Linked DNA regions of Gossypium hirsutum: region 2 is linked to region 1. The links are chromatin contacts, called in public Hi-C maps. All regions are on one chromosome and are shown on one strand. The core of a region is the stretch at or near the end of the contact, and the rest is flanking DNA. Distances in the headings are between cores, read along the strand shown.

The links. A called contact is a pair of places that touch in the nucleus more often than the background predicts.
Region 2: a Hi-C map of leaf shows a contact between it and region 1, with 4 times the contacts expected there. The contact joins the promoter of LOC107962561 here to the enhancer-like site in region 1. A contact is called at or near these places in 4 of 34 Hi-C or Micro-C datasets (leaf and petal).

Annotation. Positions count from the first base shown.
Region 1 is chrA06:8,835,178-8,837,916 of Gossypium_hirsutum_v2.1, forward strand. No RefSeq gene overlaps it. Among protein-coding and RNA genes, the nearest start is that of LOC107963529, 47 kb to the right of the region's middle. Within about 2 kb of position 1,349, at least 3 of the 9 cell types and tissues checked have an H3K27ac peak or open chromatin away from gene starts, as enhancers often do. A contact at or near this core is called in leaf, where this site is marked.
Region 2 is chrA06:9,040,739-9,043,477 of Gossypium_hirsutum_v2.1, forward strand. LOC107962561 reads left to right here and starts at 1,330. Exons shown (of 2, transcript XR_005928377.1): 1 at 1,330-2,739.

The sequences.
Region 1 (2,739 bases), core at 99-2,598:
GTTTTTTCTTCTGTTATTATTTTCGCTGCTTCTGAACCCTTGTTCACCGATAAAAGAGAAGCCATATACAGACTGGAGAAAACAGTGTACAGGCAGGAGAGAGATAACCCATCTTTTTCATCTACTCCGCTTGATAAAATCTACTGTTCCATCGATGGTGGTGACACCAGTCTAGTGGAAAACAATGTAAAAGAAACAAAGCAAAGCTAGCAGGAAATGCAACGGAAGCAGAGTAGTAGAAGAGGAAGATGAAGAAACGTCAAGTTTCCGACGAGCTTGTTTGATGGAGAAATGGATGGAAAAGAAGGTCACTGAAAAGGCAGATGCAAGCAGGAAACTGGTTTCACATATGGATTAATTATAGAGAAGTACTTGGTTTTAATTAAAAGCAAATATGCCACGTTCAATTATGGGTACGTGGAGAGTTTGGTTGAATCCAAAATCCAAATCCAGTTTTATATGTTCTAACTAAACTTCAACGTCTGTGCATTCCCTCTATACAATCTTTTTCCTTGGACAATTCCAAAACTAATCAAACAATACTCTCTTTGACTTGTTGACCCCATCATTTGATTCTTAAAAACTATTAAATCTTTATTTAGCATTGTGAAGAAGAATCTCCATTTAGTTAAACATTGATACTAAAGATCAATATGGAAGAGATGGTAGTGGAGTAAAGTCGATTCACCTCTGTAGGGTAGAGAGCAGTAAAAAATTATGGTTGAATGGGGAGATGACAAAAGGAATGAGAGACTTGATGTCATATCCTTGGTCCCTTTCCTCGCCCTTATATAGATAGATAAGTTCTTGTCCTGTAATACCACATGTCGAGTCATATTGGTGGGTCAAATATCAGTAGCCGAACTAATGTTGCAGGTGCAGGTAGGTTAGCGCCATAGTGTCCTACACGGTCCCACCTGATGCAGCAGTCCCTTGCTATGGCAACTAATGAGTGAGCCTACTTGTCAAACCATTAACCGAATGATTCTACCAAGGGGTTCCACAAAGAGTCTTACACACACTGAAGTCTTATTACAGACAGTCCTAGTATAACACATAACATTTTGGCTTTTAACATTAATCGTAAAATAAGCTATTTCCAGCCCTCAATTAGAAGCATATAAGGAGTTCAAAGCAGTTAGCAGCAAATGAAGGATTTTTTTTGTGAGCAATTTTCCATTGGGACCAGAGACTGCTATGCAGTTATCTATCAAATATCCAACTTTCAGGTTGCAATGAACCAAAAACATTGTCCCCATCCCCAACAAACACCCACAGAGAGACCATACGTAGGTAGGAGCATTTGTTGAATTGCATGGTCCATGAAATCTTGGCACTTGTGGCCACACCACAGCAAAGGTGACCCGGCAGATGACATGTGAGTCCTCACCTGCAATCAATAAGTAAAACATGGTGGATCTAGCCCAAAATCTATGGTGGCCAACTAACATTATAAGATACAATGTTCAATGTCTGATATAGGTCCATACCTACTTCCTTTAATACCAACTTCCTTCACCCATTCTGCACTTTTCACCTTTTTTTTTGTACAATTTTATTAAATTCTGTCCGCAGTTCAATTAATTTTCATCTTTATCCAACCAATGCATGTCTTTGAGATATATTTATTTTTATAAACTTTTCTATACATATTTCAAATTGAAGTGGAAACGTAACAATAGAATGTAAATCCTCACTTTTGAAATGCCAATAAAAAATCATATCTACTAAGCATACGACGGTTGATTAATTAATTTCTATAAAAAAATGGTTGTATTATCAAATAAATTACATTTTTTTCATCTATCAATTCGGGTTATATATTTTATACTAACAATTAAATTTATTAAAAAAAATTAATTCTAGGTTACAAAATTTAAAGAATCAGAATCTCATATGTTGACATGATAGTTAGGGTGATAACCGTCACAAGTGTAATTTGAATTTAAGTCTCCTTTTATAATTTTTTAAAAAAAAAAACTAAAGGGCCCCAAAATGTAATGCATCATTGCTCCATCATCCAAAGTGATGGTTTAATCAAACACTTGGTCCCGTATAATACTCATCTCTCTTCCTTTTCCCTATATTGTAGCTTCCAAAAAAAAATGATGGTCTAACAAGTATATAAGAAAAAATAAAACTAATAACACTATTATGTGAAAATTTAAGTTCATTCATAACCCTAAAAAACCTGCAGCATTCCTGGAAGACTGTCCCTAAATTTCCTTCTCCGGAAAAACTTTTGCTTCTTTTTATGTTGGATTTCTTTTTTAATCCCCCCACTCTTAGTTGTGAATTGGAGGTTTTCTCCTAGCTGGAGAATAGTCCATTTCAACAATGTCCATAATGTTGACATAGTGGTGATAGACGTCCGGGTTTTGGGAAGTTATCGGTGAACCAAGAAGGAATTTCTCTTGCTTCCCACCATTTTCTTCCTCGACGGCTGGTTTGAGTGTTGAAATTGGTATAACTTTGTTTTCTCCCTTCTCTTCTTTCTGTTTACATAAGTCACATGTAAAGGGAAGGGAAGATCTAAACCATAGCTATGGGAATGTACATGTTAAACTATTAACTCAAAACCAACCTTTGAAATGGTGGAAGATGTAGGAGTTATAGCAGTAGTTGCAGTAAAAAGTTTCCTACCCTTTCCTGCAAAAAAGAATGTTAAAAAAATGAATCTGCTTTAGATTGAGATGTATATGTGTTGGATTTGTTGCACTACAAGACAACATGGACTTT
Region 2 (2,739 bases), core at 80-2,579, 210 kb after region 1:
AATAAAGATATAATTTAGAAAAGGGGAATTGAACTTAGGTCTTAAGAATGAAATTATTATATTTAACCATTTAACTAAGGAAGTTGATATATTAAAAGTACTAATTTAAAATAATAAAAAAGCTTAAAACAACATAAAATAGAAAATACTAATGTGAGAGAGAGAAATCGAACTTGGTACTCAAGGATAAAACCATTAAAATTTAACTATCTGAAATGCCTCAAAAATATGAATTTTTGATTTTCAAGTTGTTGTTGTGTGATTTGGTTTGGTTGAGTGGTTAAGTGTTTAGTGTATCTACTTAAGGTTTAGTGTTTAAGTCTTCATACCTATAGGAAATATTTTACTTTATTTCTTTTTTCAATCTCTAGCAAGCTGGCGGAGGAGTTTAGATTAAGTTTAAACTCTAAGGGTCTGTTTGTCTACGTGTGAAAGGTTTTATGGAAAATGATTTCTATATTTTCTTGTTATAGGTCAACATAAAATGAGTGATTTTTCTTATAAAATGACTTACCTTTTTGAAAAATGTAAGTTATTTTTCGGAAAAGAGTTTCTCTATAGATAATTTTATTTTTATATAAAAATTAACTTAAATCAAACTTAATATTATTATATTGATAATAAATATTAATTTTATTTTGAAAAAATCATGTTTTTCAATATTATTAAACATACACATTTAATGATTTATATTTAGTCATATAATAAATTAATATAATAAATATAATTTATTATTTTAATAAATTATTTAATACTTCAATTTTATTTTAATAATAAATATTTATTACAATTATAAATATATTTATAATAAATGTTTTGTAGTATAAAGGTTAAAATATGTCGTAAGTCTATATACACTTCACAGATTTGCAACTTAGTCTTTCTATTTTTATTTTCAAGAATTTAGTTCTTTTACTTTTCAATTTTGAAAAATTGTTGATATCATTAAATTTTTTTGTCAATTTTGTTGATGTCACATTTTTAAATAAAAAAATACTCACTTAGTAGTCATGTAATTAAAAAATGACGTTGCAATGAACTTGAATTTAACATAATATTTTTAATATATGCAAAAACAATGTAAACTATAAAATTATAGATAAAAATAAATTCAATTAAACAATAAAAAAATAAGAAAACTTCAAATGTATGTTTGTTTTATTGAAAACAACTTTTATGAAATATTTTTAAAAAATCTACCAAATAACAGAAAATATTTTACACAAAATCATCCAAACACTAAAAAATATTAACTTTTCTAAAAAAGTAAATTATTTTCTAGAAATTATTTTTCAGAAATATTTTTTTTTGTCAGAAATAAACTGATATACATTAATAATGGTCGGGTGGCTCAAAAAGTCGGAAACAATAGAAGCAACAGCAGCAAAAATCACACAGTAGAAACAAAATAGTTTAAAGGCCAATAACAGAGCAGAAAAAAAACTAAAACCAAAGAAACAAACAGCCACAAAACAAAAACATTAGCAGGAAAAACCCAAAATGGATACCAGCCAAAAGCCTTACGATTGAAAAAACCCATTCAAAGCTCGAAGGGGCCGAAAGAAGGTAGCTTTGAAGCCAGCAATGGAGATTCAAACTGAACCTTCTCCAACCTTCAAAGCTCAGAAAACCCTTAACGATGATGAAACCATGCAGACTGATCCATCTCTACTAGCTTTGCAACAGGATCCGGAGCTTCCTCAACCCAGAAACAAGAGGTGTTTCGATGGCGTCCATCCATCGCCAAAGCGTGCGCCGCCCTATTAACCTCTCTGGGAACAAAACGGTACACAACGTTATCAAAAGCTCTCTAATAATTGAATATTTTGCGTAATCGATCTAAGGATAGATCTGTCCTCTTTGGTCGAGTTTAATTTTTTGATAGTTGTCAGGGAGTCTCCTTCCAAGATAAGTTTACTGAAGCCCATATCCTACGCAAAATAAAGAGCCCTTTCACACATACGCATTTCTACAACAAGCACCCATAATCTGGCCTTCCGCATCTCTAGCTAGGACTGCTACAATAGATACATTAGTGTTGCTCATAAAAGAAGCATCAAAGTTCAGTTTAATATTCCTAACTGTAGGTGGTTGCCACAAAACGTTCATTGGTACTTCCAGAGGAGAGACAATAACTTTACTACTGCTAAAATCCTGAGCATAGCTCAGAATAAAGCCCATAAGTTCACGTATCCTGAAGTTAAGTCCCTCATTTACCAACTTATTCCTTTTATACCAAAGAGCCCACAAAGAAATAGTAATGAGTTTCTTGTACAACATATCAGCAGCTAGAAAATTATTACAAATTGTGTTTTCCATTCGAGGTATCAATGCTGGAGTCGAAAGAGAGATTCAAAAGAACCCAGAGTTGTCTCAAGACGCTACAAGTCCAAAATAAGTGATGTGAATCCTTTGGAGCCTCATTGCACAAAGGACAGGTAGTATCAACTCGCAGTCTCCGTTTGGCCAAATTACAGAAATGAGGCACATAATTTTTTAGGATACGCCATAGATGAATTTTAATTTTAGCAGGGAGCTACAAGCCCCAAGTTGATGTATAAAGTGTTTTGTAATTATCCGATGAGGCCAAAATACCATCTTTAAATTGGGTCATTTTTGTAAGTAATGTTCGGTAGCCGCTCTTAACCGAAAACTCCCCAGAAGCATCATGGCGCAAGACCAATGTATCCTGAGCATTACAACCCGTAAGAGGAATAGTAAGGATGCGCCTAACCTGTT